Linked DNA regions of Mus musculus: region 1 is linked to region 2. A link is a contact called in public HiChIP or PLAC-seq data. All regions are on one chromosome and are shown on one strand. The core of a region is the stretch at or near the end of the contact, and the rest is flanking DNA. Distances in the headings are between cores, read along the strand shown.

The links. HiChIP or PLAC-seq counts read pairs in DNA pulled down with a chosen protein or histone mark.
Region 1: a contact with region 2 is called in an H3K27ac HiChIP or PLAC-seq map of bone marrow-derived dendritic cells, with 2.9 times the contacts expected there. The contact joins two enhancer-like sites. A contact is called at or near these places in 4 of 39 promoter capture datasets (cranial neural crest, embryonic stem cells and liver) and 3 of 115 datasets of contacts at active chromatin or transcription factors (bone marrow-derived dendritic cells, bone marrow-derived macrophages and memory CD8 T cells).

What each region holds. Positions count from the first base shown.
Region 1 is chr2:91,660,850-91,666,846 of GRCm38.p6, reverse strand. It overlaps Arhgap1 (Rho GTPase activating protein 1), which reads right to left. Exons shown (of 14, transcript NM_001359970.1): 5 at 4,462-4,549. Among named protein-coding and RNA genes, the nearest start is that of Arhgap1, 14 kb to the right of the region's middle. Within about 2 kb of position 1,861, at least 17 of the 459 cell types and tissues checked have an H3K27ac peak or open chromatin away from gene starts, as enhancers often do. A contact at or near this core is called in bone marrow-derived dendritic cells, where this site is marked.
Region 2 is chr2:91,083,574-91,089,145 of GRCm38.p6, reverse strand. It overlaps a transcript of Spi1 not described here. Among named protein-coding and RNA genes, the nearest start is that of Spi1, 10 kb to the left of the region's middle. Within about 2 kb of position 2,600, at least 60 of the 459 cell types and tissues checked have an H3K27ac peak or open chromatin away from gene starts, as enhancers often do. A contact at or near this core is called in bone marrow-derived dendritic cells, where this site is marked.

The DNA of each region.
Region 1 (5,997 bases), core at 612-3,111, 580 kb before region 2:
AGAAGCTGGGCAGCGCACCCCATCTCTGATCACAGAAAAGCATGTTGAGGACTCTTTCCTGAGGAAACAGAGGAGTAGAAGCATTCTTGTAGGAGACTGTTCATTCCAGAGTTTTATTACGGAAAAAACAACAACTAAGTAGCCAGCAAATTGTCCAGTATCAGGAGACTGGCTCAATAAATCATGGGACATCTATAAATAGACTATCTCACAGGATGCTTCTACAGGCAGGGCTAAGCTGTGAAGTCAGGCATCACAACAGCGGTCAGCCCTGAGGCAGACACTGGAAGAGCCAATTGGAAGTGGGGTGCGGATGGGGTGACACTGATAGGTATGGAGTTGCTGTTTTATTTTGTATGTAGGTTTTTCTGAAAAAAGGTCGCACTCTGTAGCTCAGGACATGCCAGGAACTCAAAATCCTCCTTCATAAGCTTCCCAAGTGCTGGGACTGAGGCCAGGCATCATCAGATACAGATTCACAAGGAACCAACCGGGTGCAGTGATGCTCAGGAGGCTGAAGGAAAGAGGGCACTTGAGCCCTTGTGTTTAAGGTCAGCTTGTGAAACAAAATGAGAGCTGCCTTGAAGATGAAAAAAAAGTAGTACACTATTTGTTACTTTTCTATGTGCATATTAGTGCAGAAGATGAAAAAACAACATGTTTTGTGTGGGGTTTTGGTAGTAAAAGGAAAGGCGGAGTTTCACTGCTTAAGAGTCTGCACTGGAACTTCTTTTTTTTTTTTTTAATGCCTTTTTGTTTATTTGTTTTTTAAGCTAAGACATTTAAATCTTTTCTTTTCTTTTTTTTTTTAAAGGTTTATTTATTTATTATATGTAAGTACACTGTAGCTGTCTTCAGACACTCCAGAAGAGGGCATCAGATCTCGTTATGGATGGTTGTGAGCCACCATGTGTGGTTGCTGGGATTTGAACTCCTGACCTTCGGAAGAGCAGTCGGGTGCTCTTACCCACTGAGCCATCTCACCAGCCCCGCACTGGAACTTCTTATGTAGACTACGTTGGCCTAGAACTCATAGACGTACAATTGCTTCTGTTTCCCAAGTGCTGGGATTAAAGGTGTGTACCCACTATGCCCAGCTAAATAATGGTTTTTTGTGGGGGGTGTTGTTGTTTTTGTTTGTTTCTTTGTGTACCCTTGTCTGTTCTATAACTCACTCTGTAGACCATACTGGCCCTGAACTCACAGAGATCCTCCTGCCTCTGCCTCCCAAGTGTTGAGATTAGATTCAAATCATGCACCACCACTACCCTGCTAAATAACATGTTTTTGGTTTGGTTGGGTTTGGTTTTTCGAGACAGGGTTTCTCTGTATAGCCCTGGCTGTCCTGGAACTCACTTTGTAGACCAGGCTGGCCTCGAACTCAGAAATCCGCCTGCCTCTGCCTCCCAAGTGCTGGGATTAAAGGCGTGCGCCACTACCACCCAGCATAACATGTTTTAAAGAATGTCTCTGAGAATGTTGTAGACACGGAAGATGAAAAAAATTATATAAGACATAAAAATGAATACAGTGGTTTTTTTTCTGGATGACAGGTCTGTGAGACTTCATAAATTTACAGTTTTTTTTTTCCTGAATAACTACTTATATATTTTTAACTTCCCAAAATTGCAATCCTCTAAAACTATGCATGCTAGATTTCATTATTACCCACAACAACTCTCTGAGGAAGACATCATGTAAACAGAACTCAGAGAGCTACCTCCAAGCACACAGCTAGTTAAAATACAGAGCTCTAGCTCAACTGGTATTTTCCATTTCAACCTCCTAGATCTGGGTGAGGAGTGGGGAAAGCCAAGTCTGATGTAACAGGACTGAAAACAGGGCACACAGAGCCAGTGGAAGCACAGTCTGCTCTCAGCAGGGATGGTGACCAGGCAGGCAGGGTGTGTGGGGGGTAGGCAGTGAGATGATGTGTCTGTCTATCTGTCTGGATGTGTGTGTGGTATGTGATGTGTGTGGTGTGTGTGTGTGTGTGTGTGTGTGTGTATGGTATGTATTTGATGTGTGTAGTGTATGTATGATGTGTGTAGTGTGGTGTGTGTCAGTATGTGTGTGGGGGGGAAGTAGGGAATGGGATGGTGTGTGTGAGATATGTGTCTATGTGTGTGTGGTGTGTATGTGGTATGTATGTCTGTGTGTGATGTGTGTGGTAAGTGTGTATCAGTATGTGTGTGTGTGTAGTAGTAGTAGTAGTAGGGAGGTAGGGAATAGGATGGTGTGTGTATGAGACGTGTATCTATGTGTGTATGATGTGTGTCTGTGTGTGTGATGTATACGGTATGTGTCTTTGTGTGAGTGTAAGTGTGTGTGTGTGTGTGTCTGTATATGTGTGGTATATGCCTGTGTGTCTTTGTGGTGTATGTGTATGTGTCTGAGATGGTGTGTATAAATGTGGTGTGTGTCTCTATGTGTCTGTATGTATGGTGTGTGTGTGTCTGTGTGTGGTGTGTGTGTGTATGGTGTGTATCTGTGTAGAGTATGTCTCTATGTGTGTAGTATGTATGGTGTGTATTTGTATAGTGTGTGTCTCTATGTGTCTGTATGCATGGTGTGTGTGTGTGTTTGTGATGTGAGTATGTCTATGAGGTGTGTGTGTTTGTGTTTGTCTGTGTGTGGTGTGTGTGTATGGTATGTATCTGTTTAGTGTATGTCTCTATGTGTGTAGTGTGTATGATGTGTATCTGTATAGTGTGTTTCTCTCTCTCTGTGGTGTGTGTCTGTGTGTGTACAGTATGTGTATGGTGTATGTCTGTGATGTGTGTGTGTCTGTATGTGTGGTGTGCGTATGATGTATGTCTGTGTCTGTGAATAGAAGGAAGACAGGCAGCTGCAAATTGCCCAGGGATTCTTGAGACTAAAGGAAAACCCCAGATAGGCACAACTTCCTCAGCAACTGCCCCTAAAACCAAGGTGCTTTCCAACTGCCTAGGACTTCCCTCACTGGACCTAATACCTGGCCGCAAGTCTGCTACCTGGTACACCAGGCATGGCACAAAAGCTAGAGGGGGTTTGTAACTCAGCGTCCTTAGGTTGAACTCTAAGGTGAGGATTCCTGGCTGGACATATGATGGCCCTCCAACCAGACTCTGCCTGCTCTATCTAAGGAGCCAAGGAAAGAGAAGTCACAGGGTGGGGTGGGGGACGGACAGATGGACAGACAGACAGCACCCGAGGCCTTATAGACACAGCACAAGGAATGAGCTTCTGCCTCACCACGGGCCAGCTGAGCCTTTCTTCTGTGGTCCTCAAGCCTGTCCCCGAGATCACTACAATCCTCACGTGCACAACATTCAGGGTGTCAAGGAGCTACTGTAGGTGGTGCACATACGTCACATGTTAGAGAGCACTTTAAACTGGCCAGGAAAACGGACATGATGGCCACTCTGAGCACACTGACAGCAGTTTCTACCCTGCTTCAACCATTCTCCTTCAAACACTGGTGGTTTGAAGGATAATGGCCCCTACAGGTTCATGTATTTGAATCCTTAGTCACCAGAGAGTAGAGTTTGAGGAAGATTAGAAGGATCAGGTGTGACCTTGTTGGTTTTTATTTTATGTGTATGGATGTTTTGCCGGCTGGAATGTCTGTGTACCATATGCATACAGGACTTGTGGACGCCTGTAGAACGCATCAGATCCCCTGAAACTGGAATTAGACTCTTGTTAGCAGCCACATGGTTGCTGGGGATTGAACCAGGATCCTGTGGAAGATCAGTCAGTGCTCTTAACCACTGAGCATGTCTACATGTGAGTGTGTTTCCCTGTTGCCTACAGATCAGGATGTAGCTCTCAGCTACTTCTCCGGCGTGGCATCATGCCTGCCTGCCATGCTCCTTACCATGATGACAACAGTCTAACCCTCTGAAACTGTAAGCCAGCCCCTAACTAAATGCTTTCTTTTATAAGAGCTGCCTTGGTCATGGTGTCTGTTGACGGCAATAGAGAAGTGACTAAGACAAGCAGCCTTTGGACTTGTGCTAGGAAAGATTCTAACATACATATATGCTAAGCAGACACCCCACAGGTACAAAAACCACTGACAGCAAACTTGGCACAAAGTAAGATAATGTTAATTATGATTATAAATAGAAATGATTAAGAATCAAGATTACATCAGAAATACCAGAGTTATACATATTTGGATATATTTACTTTTCAAGATTATTTTCTGGTACATTATCTCACTCCTGTCAAGAAAGAGGCCACAGGCTTCATTATCTTCTCTGAATGACGAGAAACTAAGGCTCTAAGATACTTGCCAAGGTCACAGTCTCTAGGACTCTGACTCCTTGTCTAGTCCTAGTGCTCTCCCCCTTAAGGATGAGAGGTCACATTAAGGAAGGAAACCTGGTTGGGGGGGGGGGGCGTAGATGAAGGGAAATGGCTCCAGGCTACTCAGGATCTAGAGAGGTGCCACCCCACTTCCCCACAGGTACTCACCCCAAGAGCTTGCTGTGGTCCAGCTGGTGGCTGGGGGGCATCCGGCAAGCACTGAATACAATGATCTTCCGCCCATACTTATCATCACCTGAGTGTGAAGAAAGATGGAGTGCAGTGGGTGAAAGGTGGACCAGAGTAGTGGGCGGGGCTTAGCAAGTACCCACCTGGGGCCTGTGTCAGTGAGTGTAGGGGCTTGAGAATCTCATGTCCATTCCTCAAGGGCATGCTGGGTGCAGTTGCTTTCAGGGGCACTGAAGTGGGGCAACCTCCCAACAAATTTTAACCTTGCTTTTTTTTTCTCATTAATATTTGTATTGATTATTTGAGAATTTTCTATCCTGGAACCTGAGCACACTCACTTCCCAGTCCTCCCAGGTCTTCCCTGCTGACCCTGTGGATCTCCCCCAACTCTTTCTCTTTCTCAACTGTGAGTCTGCATCATCGATAGCTTCCTTGTTCTTCACAGTCATCATCAGGAACACAGATCACAGACTTACACATGTTAACCTTGCTCTTTAACCCAGTCATGGTGACATACACTTGTAAACCCACACTTTGGAGGTAGAGTCAGGAGGATCAAGAGTTCAAGACACTTAATAGGTCCAAGGCCAACCTGGGATACTTAAGATCTAGTCTCAAAAAAAAGTCACATTGAAACTGAGTAGAGTGGTGTGGTATGTGGTGAGGACCTTTAATCCCGGCCCTCAGGTTGCAAACAGAAAAAACTAAGTTTGAGGCTAGCCTTGTCTGCATAGCAAGTTCCAAGATAGCAAGGCTATATAGTGAGACCTTGTCTTACTAAGTAAAACCAAATAAAACCATGTTGAAAGAGTAGTGGACGTGAAGGCCACACAGTCATCAACAGATAAACATGTGAGGATATAACCCAGCTGATAGAGTGCCTGCTTAGCTCAGCGTGCAGGAAGCCCTGGGTTTGAGTCCTACTGCCAAGTAAACTAATGCTGATAGTTACATCTGTAATCCCAGCATTCAGGGGGAGAAGCAGGAAGATCAGAAGTTCCAAGTTATCCTTAACTCCATTTCGGTAAATCTGAGGCTAGCCTGAGGTACAAGATACTCGGCTCAGGGGGGAAAGAGTAATATTCATGGCAACAGAAGTTTGACCATAAAAAGGAAGACGGATACACAGCACAAAGTCCATGAACCTTGGAAATATGCTGAGCGCAGCCTGGCACAAAGGGGAGCTGTTGCATAATTTCCTGAGAGTCTAAGACAGTGGTTCTCAACCTGTGGGTTGCAACCCCTTTGGAGGATCAACCAACCCTTTCACAAGGGTCAAAATTAGACATACAGGTGCTGGAGAGGTGGCTCAGCGGTTAAGAGCACTGGCTGCTCGTCCAGAAGTCCTGAGGTCAATTCCCAGCAACCACATGGTGGCTCACAACCATCTGGAATGGGATCCAATGCCCTCTTCTGGTGCATCTGAAGAGAGACAGTGTACTCACACACATAAAATAAATAAATAATTAAAAAAACAAAACAAACAAAAAAAAAAAAAACAGACATCCATTGTGA
Region 2 (5,572 bases), core at 1,351-3,850:
AACATTAAGATAGTCAACAAGCTGGGTGTGGTGGTGCACGCCTTTAACCCCAGCACTCGGGAGGCAGAAGCAGGTGGATTTCTGAGTTCGAGGCCAGCCTGGTCTACAAAGTGAGTTCCTGTCTCGAAAAAACCAAAAAACCAAAAGACCAAAAAAAAAAAAAAAAAAAAAAAAAAAAAAAAAAGAAAGAAAGAAAAAAAGAAAAAGAAAGTCAACAAATATTTACTTGAGTTCTCTAGATGCCAGGTGACCAGAAGAAGCGAGAATCTTCCACTGCCTGTTAGAAGCAAAGGAGCTGTAGATAAAAGGGGCAGGCATCTGGGGAAAGGGGTGCACATGCTGGAAGGTTGATATATGAAAGGAGACACGCAGAACAGAACAGTAGATTTGAGCAAGCCCTGGACGCAGGTGAGGGAAGGAACGCACAGGGCTCCAAGCATCGGGGCCACCCAGTGTCGACATCATCAGATGTGGGAACAGCAGAAGAACCCTAAGAGCAGACCCAGAGGGGGCATCAATCAGGGCTGGGGGCTGGAGTTTGACCTTGACTCTGATTGTGGGCACAGTGGTGGGTACAGTCTCACCCATCAAGATCTGAAGTCACCTCCGTTATCAACCTCCCTGGTAGCAGGCAACTGAGCCTCTGAAGTGGCTTTATATCTTGTAGACTTACTCAGCCAAGCCAGATCAGAAAAGACGGGAGAAAAAGCCTCCTGCAAGTGCTTTTTTGAGTACTGTGGGCAACTGGCGTTTATTAAGTTTCTACTGTATGCCAATGTCAGCTCCTCTGACCTGTTCGTGGTTCCACCAGGCAGGACTTATCAGTGCTATTTTGCAGGTGAGAGACTGAGGTCAGAGAGGTGAGAGTCATGCAATGGGCACACACAGTGGCTGTGGGTTAGGGGCAGAGGGCAGAGATGCCTGCAGCTCTGAGTGCCCTAGGGCCTGGCCTTCTTCAGCTGTCTCACCTCTTGGCTTCTTGTGTCTCTCCCTACCTGGAAGTCTTCCTCAGCTCTTACCTGTCCAGAGCTGGAGCCCATACCTTGGAGGCCTGTGCTGGAGCCTCCTACACTGGGAGTCCAGCTAGCCCTACCCCCATGCCAACCAGAAGACTCAACATTCCCAGAAGCTCTGCTCTTTCTCAATCTCCCACAGGCTTTGCTCACACAGGCTCTCACTGTCTTCCACACCCTACTGGACACTCCTCTAAGTGCCCTTTTTTTTTTTTTTTCAGTTTGCTCTGTCTTTCCCAAGCCTTGCCTCAGTTTCTCCTCCTGTTCTATTCCGGTTCCTGGTCCCATGTGTTCCAGGGCCGGTGACTGAGAGATACAAATCTCCAGTTCAGCCCACACTCCTCTGAATCTTACTGAACCCCGTCTCCTGCTGACCAGGCCTGCAGATGCGGAGCTCTCACCTCCTGGCCACATCACTCAGTCTCCTGCACCTCAAACCCACCGCCACCCACAGCAACTTCCGTCTGCTCGCCACGGGCAGCACCACACCTCCAGCTTGCTCACCAAGGACAAGAGCTGCTTCCCCACTCAGGCCTACCTCCTCTAAGGCGCCCCCTCTACCATCCCATCTCTAGCTCCACGGGTTCTCCCCCAACCCCCATGGATTGGCCATGTAGCCTTCTGAGTTCCTTCCCCTCTCCAGAACTTAGGCTCAGCTCTACAGAGAGACATCAACAAGAATCACCTCCTAGCCTTGTTTCCAAGACTAAAAGTCTACTTAGTATGTGCCTCTTTCATTGGCTTCTGCCAGTGCTTTCTGTGACCTGCAGTGTGACTCCCTATACCTAATTATCTTCACAACTGAGAGCCAGGAACCCACTTCTAGGGACCTCAGGCTCTTTGTCCCCAGATAGGAGCAATAATAGAAGATACCTCTGGGAATGGAGGTGGGGATTTCTCAAGGCTAACTGAGGTAGTAGGCACAGAGTCTGTGTGAGACACACATGCCTGGCATCTCAATCTGGGGAAGAAGACAGTCCCGTCTCCAGAACTCAGCATCTTGCTTAGTCCTCAGTCCCTTAAGAGCTTCCGAGAAAAGAAGTCAGAGGATTGGAAAAGAAGGGCTGTGAGATGCTTTTCTCTTCAGGTCCCCACCAACTCAAAGGCAATGTCTCTGAGCCCTCTGCTCTCAGAAAGAGAGAGCCAGCCCAGAGGACCTGGTCTTGAGCGGAGACCCCGATCAGAGTAGTGGGCTCTTTAAAAAGATAGAAAACTAATAAAGAGCTCTTACTGTGGGCCCAGCACACTTGCCTTTTCAGTAAGACTACAGACAGGAATTGCTTCTGCTTTATAGGTAAGCCATGGGCTCATTTCAGGCCACACAGGTAGAAAGGGGCATGTTTGCCTCCCCTCCAATCCCTCGATGTCTGGGAAACTGCCTGAGGGTGCATGGTCAGGGTTTTGGGATGAATGAGGGGAGCTAAGTGGAGTTTCTGAGCTCAAGTTCCTTTCTATGGGGCCTAAGGTCAGTACACAGCTACCCAAGATTGGGTGGGAGACAGCCTACTGTGTTGGACCTGCAAGGAGTTAACTTTGTGAGGGGCCTGAGTGAATCAGACACTCCGCAGGCTACAATGGAAATTCCCTGTGCATGGTGTGTGGTCACCCAGAAAAGGGAAACGGTGCTTTTCAGAGCAGAGGACAAAGGGGGCTGGAGCCTGGGAGCAGATGCCTGCCCGGGTGGGGCTGGCAAGGGTATTGTGAACCAGGAGACCTGGCCGCTGGTTCTGTTCAGGCTCTGGAAAGAGGAGGCAGGTGAGGAGCTGCCAGGCCGGGCCCGGTGTGTCTGACACATACCCTATGGTGTGTCTGAGGGCCTCGGTAGGTTGGTAAGGAATTCAGCAAAGTCAAAAGCAAGGAAAGGCACCCAGACCATGGGAACCACTGAAGCCAAGGCCTGTGGCTCAGCATGGAGAGCCCATCGTCCTTACTCTCTCCTGTCACGCACACGCCATCCCAAGCAGCCCCTCTCCAGTACCTCCTTTCCCCAGCCCAAGCAATCCTCACTGCTCCGCTGTTCCCCCACAGCCCTCTCTTGAAGCTCTTGGGATTGTGTTGTTCATCTGCCCATTGGATTATAGGTTTCTGGGGTCAAAAGATAAGTCTCAGCTGTAGAGACACTGGGAACCCGACAAAGGGCTGGCATGGTATACCAACTAAATGTTTGTGAGGAATCAGAGAAGACAGGTAGGGCTCAGTCAGCTATCTTTGGACCAAGCAAGTTAAGACTAGCACCTTCCCTCAGCCAGGACATGGCAAGAAAGGAGGATGGGGTGAGCAGAGAAGACCGGGGGGTACCAGCATGAGTAGTATACAGCCGGGGAAGGTGACAAGCTCATCTCTAAGGCCCGCTTTCTCCTCAGGACATCTCTCTCTCTGTCCTTGTCATATCTGGGAAACGTCTCTCTTGCCAGGAGGGAGACTGAGGAATGGAGCGGGGTAGGCAAAGGAGAGGCCATGTCATTGAGATGCTTTTGAGCAGTGTGCCCTTGGATGCATGGCTTCCTCCCAGGGCCTCTGTTTCCACTTTATGACAGATGAGGAGATTGTTTTGTTTCCAAGACAAATAGATGACTGTGAGCTTTAAGCTGCTGTATCAATGTGGGGAGGCTGTCTATCCTCAGTAGAGGTTTTCCCCGTTGTTTTTTAACCAAAGTCTCATGTAGTCCAGGGTAGCCTTGAATGTGGTACTTATAGGAGGACAACCTTGGGCTTCTGATCCTCTCGCACTGTGTGCCACCGCAGCTGTTCATACAGTGCTGGGAACCAAACTCAGGGCTTTGTGCTAGATAAGCACACTACATACTGAGCTACATTCTCGGCCTCCAAGTAATGGGTTTATGTTGTCAATCATTTGTCTATTTTGAAGGACCAACCTACTACTAGTTCCTAGGCAGTGCTGATCCTAGCTATCTCAACTCAAGTCTGGACTGTGCAAACGCCTGCGACCCTCACAAGCCTGATCTGACACGGGGATGAAATCCAATTTGAATAGAGAGATGTCCAGGGCTTCTTGCCAGGGCCCCTGGGGACTCCAGTACCACCCAAGCCTGCTAGATCTCTTGGCCCTTACTTGTCCATTGTGAAGGTTAAGAGCGGGCAGAGAAGCCGCCCTTGGGTGGAGACCAGAAGCACTGTGGCGGCCATTGAGGTTGAAGCTTTTCCAGGCGTGAAAGGGAACCGAGAACTGTGGGAATGTGTTCCTGCAGCCCAGGGTGAGCTGAGGCTGGTGGGAAGGAACAGCTCCAGGAGCTCTGATTGTTGGGGTCCTGGGATGAAAAGAAGGTGACCCCCAGGAACATTCTGTGGGAGTTAGAGGTCACCGTGAGGTGCTTGCAGGGACTCTTGAGCTGACCAGGCGGTGGGAGGTTGGGGAGCTATGCGGGGAAGGAAAGAGGAAGCCATGGGGAGAGGGGGCTGGGCCAGTGGGGATGGAGTGGGAGTGGGGGCTGGGGACCTGGAGCCACTTTGGCCACAGCCACTTCACTTCTCCCGGTTTCGGTTTGTAAATAGCTGCCCGCTCTGACTCCGTGTGTGCAGGCGAAATGTGCCCTGTCCCTCTGTGACCTGTGTCCAGTGAGGTTTGGGTCTGAGGGGCTTGCAGATGCTTAGGCCTGAGATTCGAGGATCACACTCAGCTTTTGGTCTGAGTGGGTGGGTTCTGATGAGCCCAGCATTGGGCAGTCCGACCTGTGGGCACTGAGGTAATGCAGCTGGACCGGAGGATCTGCGGAACTTGATGACCTGGCCAGATGGCGCTTATTTATAACTGGGCCTCCATGGCCAGGGCAGCTGCTGTGTCGCCAACTCAGCCAACTCAGCACTCAGGCAGCCCCAGGGCACAGAACTGTAGAGGCCCCTGAGCCCGAGTCTCAGGCTCAGAGGATTCTGAAGCTTCAACTGGGCCCCTCCACTGTGGTTAGTAAATCTTAGGATTAGAGGGGGGCTTCCTGTGGGGTACACATCTCAAAACATCCTAGACCAACAGGACAGCTAGCTAACTCAGTCCACAAATTGGTCAGTATCCAGGGGCTTGAGCCTCAGCCTCCTTCAGGGGCCAGATGCCCTCTGTAAGTGCTTCACGAAGCAAAGTCATTCCCTTCGGTTCTCGAAACACCAGCCCAGAAGCAAAACAAACAGCTTCGGGAAGAGGCGATGTCAAACCTCAAGGCCTTCCCCTAATGGCAACACCCCATCTCAGCCCAGCAAGCAGGTTGACAGCTAGGACCAGGAATGGGTCTCTCCCAAGGCTACTGGGTCATACATCATATGGGTTTCCATGTCCCTGGGAGAAGGGGAACCCTGCATCTGACCATTAGTCTTATCAGGAAGGATGTTGGGGCTCTCAAACACCTTTGCACCATCTGCAGGGATAAAAGTGTCCTTCTGCAGTGTCCCTCTGCATCAACTACATACCCACTACTGTCCCTCTGTTCCTCCAACACCAGGACTTACTTGGTGCTGGTAGGTCCCACCTGCCTTACATTCCTCCAGTCTTACAGTTTCCCCTTCTGCTAAGGTCTGTCCCCAGCCTCACCTCTAGGGGCGTGGGGGGCTCA